Regions from separate parts of the Mus musculus genome. Here regions 2 and 3 are each linked to region 1. The links are chromatin contacts, called in public Hi-C and promoter capture Hi-C maps. All regions are on one chromosome and are shown on one strand. Each heading gives the region's core, a stretch centred on a gene start, on an enhancer-like site or on the middle of the called end of the contact. The rest is flanking DNA. Distances are from core to core; before and after follow the strand shown. Region 1 has its middle 19 kb from the start of Gm26839. Region 2 holds the start of 3300002A11Rik (RIKEN cDNA 3300002A11 gene). Region 3 overlaps Efcab11 (EF-hand calcium binding domain 11).

What was found. Promoter capture Hi-C pulls out the DNA fragments that hold promoters and counts their contacts. A called contact is a pair of places that touch in the nucleus more often than the background predicts.
Region 2: a contact with region 1 is called in a promoter capture Hi-C map of liver, with 3 times the contacts expected there. The contact joins the promoter of 3300002A11Rik here to the enhancer-like site in region 1. A contact is called at or near these places in 9 of 39 promoter capture datasets (cranial neural crest, embryonic stem cells, frontonasal cranial neural crest and 5 more), 5 of 484 Hi-C or Micro-C datasets (B cells, embryonic fibroblasts, granulocyte-monocyte progenitors and 1 more), 1 of 115 datasets of contacts at active chromatin or transcription factors (embryonic midbrain) and 1 of 9 other capture datasets (adipose tissue).
Region 3: a contact with region 1 is called in a Hi-C map of CD4 T cells, with 1.6 times the contacts expected there. The contact joins two enhancer-like sites.

The regions. Positions count from the first base shown.
Region 1 is chr12:99,542,568-99,546,496 of GRCm38.p6, forward strand. It overlaps a transcript of Foxn3 not described here. Among named protein-coding and RNA genes, the nearest start is that of Gm26839, 19 kb to the right of the region's middle. Within about 2 kb of position 2,119, at least 35 of the 459 cell types and tissues checked have an H3K27ac peak or open chromatin away from gene starts, as enhancers often do. A contact at or near this core is called in B cells, adipose tissue, granulocyte-monocyte progenitors and 1 more, where this site is marked.
Region 2 is chr12:99,339,184-99,343,112 of GRCm38.p6, forward strand. It overlaps 3300002A11Rik (RIKEN cDNA 3300002A11 gene), which reads left to right and starts at 1,848. Exons shown (of 3, transcript NR_166805.1): 1 at 1,848-2,042. Foxn3 (forkhead box N3) reads right to left here. Exons shown (of 6, transcript NM_183186.2): 3 at 2,239-2,351. RefSeq lists an enhancer at 1-2,088.
Region 3 is chr12:99,739,694-99,743,622 of GRCm38.p6, forward strand. All of the region lies in intron 5 of Efcab11 (EF-hand calcium binding domain 11), which reads right to left. Among named protein-coding and RNA genes, the nearest start is that of Gm19951, 99 kb to the left of the region's middle. Within about 2 kb of position 2,063, at least 13 of the 459 cell types and tissues checked have an H3K27ac peak or open chromatin away from gene starts, as enhancers often do.

The sequences.
Region 1 (3,929 bases), core at 869-3,368:
CTTTATGCCCGGCCCTCTCTGTCCCCATAAGTCACAGGATTCAGAGTACCAATTTAAGTCCAATTCAATAATCTCCTGGCTTTCCATTTGGTCTACTTTTGCTTAATATAATCTCTGGCACATTTGGTTTTGGATATATATATATATATATTGTTTAAAGATTTTTATCCCCTACTCCATTCCTGTTCCTTTTGAATTATCTAATTATTCTTCATTATTCTATTTTATCTCCCTCAGCTTATTGTTTATACATTTGTTCATCATTCTTTTAATGATTACCCAGAGTTTAAAATATGCATCCTTAACTTAGCAATGGTTAATACAAACTAGCCCTTCACCACGAGGAACTCGGGACAACTTTCACTTTATTAGCTTCTTTGCTTACACTCTTCCTTGGCCATTTGTCTACTCCCTGTCTATGTTAAGCTCCGTGGGGCTCAATTACCATTATTTATCTAGTCAATATTTACTTACATTGAACGAATTGTTGTTTCTGTGGGTCTTCCCTGCTTCCTGCAGATCCGAGCACTCATCGGGAACAACATTCCTTCTATCCTACAGGTACCCTTGAAGGAGTTGTCTTTAGTGCAAGTTAGCCCGGCCACCCTTTAAAACCACTGGTTTTTCAATCTTGAAGAGTCTTAGATGCTGAACCTGACAAACAGTTGTTTTCCTTCAGCAATGACACACAAAAAGTTCCACTTCCACCTGATCCTTATTGTTTCCATTAAGACACTCTGCTGTCAGTCTCATGGTGGCTCCATTAAGGCAAATAGTTGCTGGTCCTAACTCTAACTACTGTTTGTTTTCAGAATTGTACAATGCTAGAGTATGTGTGCACGAGCACATATATATGTATATATGTATGTACACTGTTCCATATCTTAGGGCTTCCCCAACATTCTCTGGGCCTGTGAGATGGCTCAGCAGGTCAAGTTGCACATTGCCAAGCCTGACAACTTTAGTTCAATCCCAAGGGCCCACATGGTTTAAGGAGAAAGCCAAATCTCATAAAGTGCCCTCTGACCTTCACACACAGTCACAGCATGTGCCCCTCCCTACGCACACATACACCCACAGTAAATAAATAAGGGTTACAGAAACTTGAAGCTGGGCATGGGGGCACGTGCATTTAATCCTGGCATTCGGGAGGCAGAAACAGGTGGACCTCTGTGAATTCAGTCCAGCTTGTTGTACATAGAGAATTCTAGGCCAGCCAGGGCTACGGTGGGAGAGCTTGCTTCAAAACAAAACAAAACAAAACAAAATAGAACAGAAACAACAAAACCTGAAACACTGCCCCCCACAAACACCTCTTCTGTCTCATTTTCTCTCTCTTGATGAATATACAGTTACATATCTGTGGGGTATTCCTACCACATTTTATGTCTTCATGATCTTGTTTATTGTCTGTGCTGCCACCTCCCGGTGTCACTGTTCTTGTTGCTATCTCATTATTACTTTGGCACTGAGGACAGACTCCAGGGCCCCACAGAAGTACACTCCAGCCTTGGGCTTTATTTCCTTCTGCTCCATCTTCTAAGTCACCAATTCTCTCTTCACTGGCATCCCCTTTATTGAATCCATCCATTTCGCCTCCGAAAACACTTCCTTGGAGTACAAGAAGCCATTTACACGCCATTAAAGTCACCAACTACAAGGATTCATTTAATGGTTTTCATGAATCCAATCATACCATCATAGCCTTCTCTGAATCCAATCTTAGGTCGTTTCTATCACCCCAGAAAGCATGCTCTCCTGGGATTTAACCGCAGCAAGTATTCCAAAAGGTCAATTGTTTGTCTTACATTTTAGCCCTCTGGATATATGAATTATGGATATTGGTTAACAAAGTCACACTAGTAACAGGAAACAGGCCCAGAGGCTCAGCTTCCCTTCTGTGGGTTTTCACCTTCAACCTTGTTCCTCAATGCCTTGATGGATCTCCAGGACTCCGGTTTTGTTTTGTTTCTTCTTTTTGATTGTAAGCAACTTTTCTCTGCAGAAGAGGAGACCTGAACAAACTACATCTGCTAATGTTAGACACACTGACAGCCCACGCGAGCGAGCGAGCGAGCTAGCTAGGTGAGCAAAACTTATCATGCAAATGAGGACGCTGATGGGAGATAAAAATAGACATCAGTGGGGACCTCACTGCGTCTGCGGGCACAGACCAGAAGCACCACAAACAAAGCAGAATGTTTGGTCAACCTAACCACAACAAAGGACGCCCTCTGCTAAAAATACACACTTAAAGACCACGGTGCCCATAGGAAAATTATTAGTTCTTGACTCTTTCCTTTGTGCTATTTGATGCTAAAGAGAGAAAGGAACAAATGCTCACTGGGGCAGGGACACTCAGTACCTCACGGCATCAGCAAGATGGAACTCACTATGATGTCAGTCTGTCAGGTCCTGTATGTCATTGATGCCCTGAGATTTAGTAAATAAGACAGATTTTGTGTGTGTGTGTGTATACTAATACATGTCTGGGAAGTTTTGGAGTGGAGAAAAAAACCTGACAAGCTCTATATGACAAGCCGTATGCCTCCTTCTCTTCCTCTAGTTTATTTTAAAATGCTATACTCTGCTCTTTTGTACAAAATTCTATCCCCTATTTTATAAAAGAAAAAGCCACAGTAGTGAAGGGCCTGGTGTAGTAGCCTTTGAGAAGGCTAGCCCTGCCTGTTGGATCATCCTTACAGTGACTCTTCTTGGTCAGACAGGAACAGAGTCTAAGGAGAAGCAGTATTCTCAAGCAGACCAGTGGTGTGGTTGCTGCCTAATTATAGCCTCACCACATCTTGCATTTGCAAGATGTCTGTCCTTTCCTGGAATTTTAATGATGCTATTCAGGATATCACTTCCTATTCTTAATTTGCCTGTTTTAGAGAACTTGATTCCAAACAATGTTTTGGATACAAACAGTCCGACATTTTTCCAAAACACAGGCTTTATTGGCATATAAAGCGATTTGCCACATGCACAGTGTTTACATCCTAGCAGGTGGATAATAGATCAGAGTTACAGCAATGTCAGGGGACTTTCCCATCCATAGTACATGGCATGGGAGAAAGAAAACCACTCAGCGAAAAGAAAACAGAATATGATTCCAACAATTTAACTTCCGTCCATATGTCACTGTCGTTTTCTAAGCAACAGAACATAAAAATGAAGCACTGGCAACGGGGAGCCTAACAACAAAGGGATTAATGCGTTAACTTGGGGGACACTGAGGCCAGCAGCCGGGGTCCAGTCAAGCTGAGATGTCCTGCAGCCCTGGGACTCCTTCAGAGCTGGCGAGCGCCTTGGTTGTAGATTTGCTAAACTCTGGCCTGGAGGTAGAAGGTCTGCCTGCTTAAGCAAAACCTAAAGTCAATAAAGGGAAAGGAAGTACGGGGCTCCTAAAAGATGGGAACGGTACCTAGCTCTTCTCTCTCTCTCTCTCTCTCCCTCTCTCTCTCTCTCTCTCTCTCTGTGTGTGTGTGTGTGTGTGTGTGTATTGTGTGCACACACACGTGGAGGCCAGCAGACAACTCTCAGAGGCTGATTCTGTCTTTCTACCTCATTGAGGCTAGGCCTCTCTGATTTCTGCTGAGCCACATGGTCCAGGCTTGCCATGTGAAGTGTCATCCCCCCACCCCTTTCCCATCTCACAACAGGAGTGCTGGGATTGCAGATACACAGGACCATCTCCGGCTTCTTACATGCGTTCCAGCCTTGCCCAGTTACTCCTTCTCTCTGCTGTCTCCATAGCCTACTTTTATCTCCTACAAATACCCCAGGGTCTGACGAACACTACATCAACCAACGTCAACAGCAACGGTCTTCCCACACTTGAAGTAACTTGTCTACCTCTACTCCCTCCACTAATGCTCACCATGGTGGGCTGTATCAGCATTGCTCCCTCTCAATAGGGCCAGCATACT
Region 2 (3,929 bases), core at 598-3,097, 200 kb before region 1:
CTTTCCAAGGCATGGAGAGAGCACCGTGCTCTCTGGATTCAAATCATGAAGATGTGGGCTGGAATCGCCTCACTAGTGATCTGATGGACTTGACATCTAAGCACCTTGATATGGAAGGAGCTGGTTAACTGCAAGGGACAGAACTGGATCTGAAGTGGTCATCTGGAAATCATTTACTGTAAAAGCCCTAGTTCATCTGCATTTTCATGCCCGTGCTAAGACTCTAGAGAAGTCATTAGGTTACAGCCAGCTCACAATACCTCTGGCCTGTGTGTATTCTACTTGCTACCCCCAGAGTTCTATTATAATCCTTCAAATTATTAAATAATTGCAGTGTTTCCCTGGGGGTCACATTTGGCAACAAGGCACTGGCCTAAATGAACCAATGACACGACCCAGTGAATAACACTTACATTTTTAACTTGCTAGAAGCAAACGGGTGTGACATACTTCTAAGGGAGAAACTAGAGAAACTAGTGGGGTGGGCTTGGAAACTGAATATCGACAGTATTGCAATAATTAGTGCCAGGCTCCCCACCAACCCCATAAAAAAGCAACTCTCTAACCCCAATCCCAGCTTCTATTTCAGGAATGGCTACCATCACAAGAAGAGAGGCAGGCATATGGCTCTCCCCTTCTGGACATTCCTACAATGTAGGCTAGGCTGCTCTGGAAAATCCCATCTCTTCCTCCTACAGCTATATGACCTCGAGTTGTCATTTCAAATAAAGTATGCTTCCACTGATTTTTATGAACACAGACAAAAGCAGCTACAACCTTCCTTCCCCCAGCCCCCCAAAAATACCCTTGCGAACCAACTGTAGTTGCTATGTAGGGTTATTTGTTTCTAAGGCAACAGCTTATGTCTAAGTACTAATGGCCTGTCCTTTTGCCAGGCAACAAACAGCCTTGTGATGCAAGTGCACCTGTCTCAGCTACGCGTTACTATGGAGACACTCCAGTTACTATGGCTACCATCACGCTAATCGCCTAGCAAAGGCAGACATACAGCAGTCTTCTCATAGAGCCCAGCTGCTTCTCCCGTCTCTTGCCGGAGACTGATTGTCTAGGGTCTGTGATGGAACGCACAAGAACTTCATTAATGCCACGTTGGAAGGCTCACTCTGTGTGCCCTCCTGCAGAATAAACATCAGAACAGAAAAATCTGCAAGTGGACTGTAAAATTCCCCAGCCTTCTGACACCGGGCCATTCCCAATTAACATAAATGTCTACTCCACTGGCAGTTTCTCTTAACCAGTTAACAAAGGAAATGCTGCTACATGCCTTCTAGAACTTCTTGGTAGGGGACTGGAAAGATGGTTTAGTGATCTAAGAGCACCGGCTGCTCCTCCAGAGGATCCAGGTTCAATTCCTAGCACTGACACAGTGGCTCAAATCGCCTGTAATTCCAGTTCCAGGGGATGCAATGCCCTCTTCTGGCCTCCACAGTCACCAAGCATTCAAATGCTACACAGACATAAATGAAAGTGAAACAGCTGTACACTTAAATAAAGTAATTTTCAAACTTTCTTAGTGGGCCTGATGACAAGCACCGTGAAGAGCTAAGACTCCATCCACAGGTTGAAATCCGGCTCTTTGTTCTGTAAGGCCCTTTCTTCTAACTTAGCACTGACATGCTTTTTAAACTGTGACAATCTACCTAACACCCCTCCCATTGTATATTTGTAAAAATGCACTCATGACCTCAGTCTCATGACAGCCAGACACGTGAGGAGGGAAAGTGGCCATGGTTCTCAAGACAAACACTTAGTAACCACAACAAACCCATCACTCAGGAGCCTGTCGACATGGAAACCGGATGACAACAACCGAGCCTGCCTTCTTTCCACATCTCTAGAGGCAGGCCATGGGAAGGTGGAATCACCTGTGTGCCTCACCGCTCTTATTCCAACAAAGCGTGACCCGCAGAGATAGAAAAGCTGTCCACTTTCCTCTGTAACCGATTCTACCCAGGAAGACGCTATTTACCTACCAGGAGCCCTTCCGGAGCCACACCCGCTCAGTCGGAGCTACAGAAGCGGTAAGCTTCCCAGGAAATGCATAGCCAATGGATGTGCCTCCTCATCAGACTTAATTCTTTTTCCCATTAGTCTGTAGTTATTTTTAAAACATTCATACGGCCTACTAAATTAGTTTTAGAGACTGTCTCTGCTAAAATAACAAAATTCCAGGAGACTTTAAGAAAACAAAAACCCCCGATAGTGCGAGTCACTTACCTTTGATAAGCCTGAGGAGTAGGAGGTGGGTGGTAAGGTGTCTTTTTCAGAGCCTGAATTAGATTTTGTCTATACTCTGGGTCGATGCACCACAATGACCCTTTCCCAATACTCTGCAAAGAAAAATTAAAATGAAAACATATTAATACAGTACAGAGAATTTTGTGGTAGGCAAATACAGGGCTATATTGTAGTTATTCTCCAAAGTTTCCTGTTCATTTGCTAATGATTTCTCAGGCTGACAACAGGACACCATTAAATGCTCTCTGCTCCTCTTTGCCCCGAGTAGATGAGGTCAGATGAACATGTAGCTACCAGATTATGTTGATGCAATAACATGACTGTCAAATCTGAACTACCCCCAACCCAAAATCCCTTATTTCTCAGTATGAATCTGGAGGAATATTCAGACTCGTCCAGAAGTCTCTAACTTGGCTGACGTTCATGGGCGCTGAGAAGACCTTTCGAAGCTCCATCTCTGCTCTAAAAACCCCAGCTGTTTTAAACCACATTATCTTGGCACGATCTTACAAAAATGGAAACGTAATCCACTCATTGTTTTTGGTATCCCGTCCCCCTTGCTCACAAAAGAACATTTATGCTTGGAATGGAATTTATAATTACCTTCCCCTCAGAAACAAAAGACCTGGCAACAATAGCAAACCTAAGCCAGAATTCAAAGTATTTTTTATTTTTATGGGGGGGGGGTGTCCTTCAGTTCACAGCAATCTGCTCTTGTCTCTAGGAATCTTTAGAAGAGGTCACACTTTAAAAGTGTAAATTGGCTAAAACTGTTCCCTGGGGGGAAGGGGGCAGCTTTCCCTGAAGGCCACTTTTGGGCTGGCTGGAGGCAATTGGTCTGAGATCAGCTTTAACAGTGGGTGGGGGTGGGGAACAGCTGCTCTCGCCTGCCCTGCTTTCAACTGGGTCAGTGTACCCAAACCATTTGAGAAGGTCAACAGTAAATATTTACGGATTTGGAACGAAAAGAAGCTAAATGACCTAGTCCCACCCCACCCATGCTTCCTTTGTAATTTCCCTCACTCTCCTCTACAAAGCCTGGTGGTGTCTTCCAACATTGAGAAAAGCAAACATGAAAACCTTTAAACTAACACAGAGAGGCAGCAAATTACAAGGAGATCACATGGAAGGACCACTAAATCTAAGCCATTCCAAAAAAAAAAAATCTTTGAAGAATTTTCCTAGTCTGCATTTCAGTTATCACGTCACCAAGTAGTGTTCTTACAAGCCTTGTGTGTTCACAGCACTCGTAAATAGTTCTCAAGCCTGTGTAACAGCAGCAGGACACCTAGAATGAACCATTCCCAGTGTTCTGGGGTCAGGGCAGTCCTACAAAGTCATTCATGGTCAAAGGCCATACCCAGAACCATGCCGGTCACCTGGTCCCTGGTCCCAGAGCATCTATGCTGAAGATATATCTGTAGGGTTTAATGATCTGGGCAGTCAAAGATCTCAAAGTCATTTATTTCCTTTCCTGTACATGTTTTTAAGTCTGGCATAGTTTGCAGGGTTTGACCAGACTTTCCAAGTAAAGCAGGTTCTACACCCTCTATCTCTTCCTGTGGAGTATGATGCATGGTGTACTTTAAAAAGGTAAGGTGTGGGCAGAGCCGGGAAGACAGTGAGTTACCACACTGAAGTAAAAGAAGCCATCAAAGCACCCACCAAGC
Region 3 (3,929 bases), core at 813-3,312, 200 kb after region 1:
TAATACAAGGAAGAGAATGAATGTAGTTTTGGGCAATTTTAAGTCTGTCACGTCTTTGACGAAAAGAGCACAGACATTTGGGAAAATTCACCTAGAGTCCTTCACCTAACATACTGGATGATCCTTAAAAACCACGTTTCCTCTCGTGACCTCAGTTTTATTATGTATAAAAGGAAAGTACTTTTACGTTTGGTTCCTTTTGCAGCTCAGTGCTTATGAGCTGGGAAAGGAAGAAGGACGCTTTTCTGTTACAGCCCTGCCAGCACTTGACAAACACTGTGGACAAAGTGCCATTAAAAACACCGATCTGCACAAAAGAAGGAAAGGGCCCCACTTTTAAAAACTACCCAAAATAAAAAAAAAACCAAAAATCTGGGAACACCTTAATTAAAAAAATGCATCAAACTTATGGAATGAAAACTACAAAATTCTACTGAGACTCATAAAAGGGTATATGAAAATATAACGGGACATACAGTATGTGCTCCTGGATGGGAGGACTGGACAGTGTAAAGATGCCAGAATCTTCTCAATTAATTTATAGCGTGAATGCATCTTCATCAAAACTCCAAAGGGAGTTTACACAAACTTTACACAAAATGATTCTACCATTTGTCTGGAAAACAAACAGGCGAGCAGAACAAAGAGTGACTTGAACGATAAAAAATCAGGTTCTAGAATACGTCCTAAGAAGACGGGTTGGGGTGTGAGAGTTTCTGGAGCAGGAATTAGATGCAAGGGGCAGAACAGCCTGGATGGGTCCCCACATATGAAAAAGAACTGAATGAAAACATAGGCTGACCCTGCCTTGTACAACAAAACCAAACCAAACCCAAAGCAATACCCAAAACCAAAACCAAAACCAAAAATCAAAGCTAACTCATTAGCACGTAAGATAGACACTATGCACACATGCCTGCTCTCTCCCTCTCCCCCTCCCGTTCCCCCTTTCTGCACCACCCCCCCAAAGAAAAACTGACCAGCTACAAGCTAGTTGGAAATAAAGTGTTTAGTTCTTCACTCCACGGTATGTACCAAAATAAATTTCAGATACATGAAAGCGCTAAACACTTTTAAAATTCATATCAACCATGCAAAGGGAAGTGAACTGTAACCTAGCAAGACAAGGAAAACTTTCTTAGTGAAAACAGACAGAATAAACTGTGAAGGCAAAGACTACAGACCTGAGCAAACAGAACGTGAGAATGGGCTGCTGAGACAGCCTGATGATCTGAGTTCTGTTCCTGGGACCCACGCAATGGAAGGAGAGAACCAATCCCTGCAAGTTGTCCGCTGACTTCCACATACAGACGGTAGCACAAGTATGTCCACACATGTGCACGTCCATAAAAATAAGATGAATAACAATGTGATAAAATAAAAAAGGTAAGTTATCAAGAAGCCATTGTAAAAATGAGATGGAAATAATAAACCAGAAAGCGGGTTGTAATAAAAATAGGAATGGGGCTGGAGAGACGGCTCAGAGGTTAAGAGCACTGACTGCTCTTCCAGAGGCCCTGAGTTCAATTCCCAGCAACCACATGGTGGCTCACAACCATCTGTAATGGGATCTGATGCCCTCTTCTGGTGTGTCTGAAGACAGCTACAGTGTACTCAAGTACATAAATAAATAAATCTTTAAAAAAAAGAAAAAGAAAAGGAGCAGGAAGAGGAAACTAGTAGGACATGGCTGTGATGGAGGGGCGGGGGGAAACCAGTAGGAAAAAACAGTGGCAGAGACTTACCTGGGGGGGAGGAGGGAGGAGAAGAAGGAAGAGAAATAAATGACAGTGATGTTGTTTTTAAAAGTCACAGGGAAGTATGATTTAAAAGCACATTATATATATACACACACATATATATATATACATATATATATATATATGTGTGTGTGTATATATACATATATAATATATATGTATACACACACACACACACACACACACACACACACACACACAGAACATTATATATATTCATTCCTCCCAAACATAGACTGACACCCAGTGGTGCCAGGCATGGGAAACCTCCCTTCAGTTGCTGGTTACACTGCTGCCCCTAGCGCCTCCCAGGAAAAGAAGGTAAGAAGATCCTGTTTGCTGAAGATACCACTGACTTTGGCGATAGGACTTGGAGGAACTGCTCTGAATTTGACCCGGAAGCCTCCTTTCTGAGGACAAGCTCTCAGAGGACAGGAAGCAGCTGTGCAACCTCCCAAGGCAGAAAGCAATCAGCAGTCCTGCTCAGATGCAACATCTACGGACTCTAACGACGGCCAGCACCTCAAGCCATTCCTCAAGGTGCAAAAGTGGTACTTCCGGACTGCGGATGACCAGCAGCTCCCTAACAGGACCTCAAGCCCACTCAGTGGGAGGACGTTTATGTCTGGCACTGTAACTGCCTATGGCTGGTGAGCCATGGGACCTGACACTTTCCTAAACCAGAGTAATCTCTAACCACGCTCTTCATAGTTAGCCTTACAGACACAGGTAAGTGTAGGTCTCACCCCTCCTCAAGGAAACTCCTTTCTGTAGTAGACAGAAACTACTATAGAGATCCACAACTGTTCAAAATGCAGGGATTGTCTGACTGTGGGGTGCCCCCACCCCACAAAAGACATTTAGAACACAGCGTCTGCACTAAAGGCTCAGGGGGTAGAAAGACTGTCAGAGGCTGAGGACTGTGATATCTGCTGTAAGATAGTCTCTTCTAAAAAATTAAAGAGATGGGAAGTGGTGGGAGGGGCGGAGGGTGGATCTGGGATGGATGGGTGACAAATACAATCAAGACACATTCTCAAAGGATTCATAAAATTAAAAAAAAAAAAGAAACTGGTAAATATTCTACTAATGGAGATAACAGGTAGAGGACACAAACAGACAATTTAGGAAACAAAGGGAAGAGAGAAGGCTAGTAGGCAATGTGGACACTTTTAATATTACCTATAATTAGTAAAATGAAACACAATCATGAAATAATATTTTCCCATTAAGTTAGCAAAGATCTGAGAAATGAAAAAGGCCGTATCATTAGCAAGAGCATGGGGAGAGGCCCACGCCTTGGGGCTGAGCGGTGGGATCCACTAATCAGGCCACTGGGCAAGAAGCGTCAGACCACAGGGATGTAAAGTAACCCCAGCTCCCTAAAGCTGCATGTCAACATCTAGAAACTTCTGAGACAATAATCAGAAAAAATAGAAACCTGTTTATTGTAGGGCTATTTATACAGCAAATCTGACAAATGATTGAAAGGCATGGTACACAAAACGCTGCCTTATTTTAACAACAGAAAACTTGGACCCAGGAAAGAAGAAAGTACCAAATGTGAGCAGTCATCGCCTTGGTTAGGTAGGAATGTTTGGTTTTTCTTTCAGACATTTCTCTAGTTCTAGAATATTCCCTAAGGAGCCCTTGTTACCGCACTACACACACAAACACCTCTTTCCCATTTTGTGTCTGCAGGTGACAGCTAAGGGAAAACTCCTGATTTGGTCAAATCATCCTGAGAGAGATGGACAACAAAGGAAAGGCCGTCGGCACTCAGGGGCCTCACATGATACTAGTTTATAAAGATGGGATGAAAGAGAAGATGCTCCAGACAGAACTTCTATAGAAGCGTCTGACAGAGAAGGAGTCCCGTCTTGGGACTGGGTCTGTGCAAGTCCTCCTGCTGCAGTTTCCTTCAGAGACTGCATGGCTTGACTCTATGGCTCCCTGAGGCTCTCTAGTAATAATACTAGAGGTCTCTCTGAAGTTAGCTTCTAGGCGGCGAGAGAGAGAGACCACTAAGAACACTTGCGAAAATTTGGAATCAAACCACAGGCATAGAAACTACCTAGAGCCTGTGCTCAGCTGCTCAGGCGTTTAATTTCTGGAGCGCAAACACCCTGAGGTAAAGTGTCTCCAGTGCTTCACTGTGCCCAACCTTCC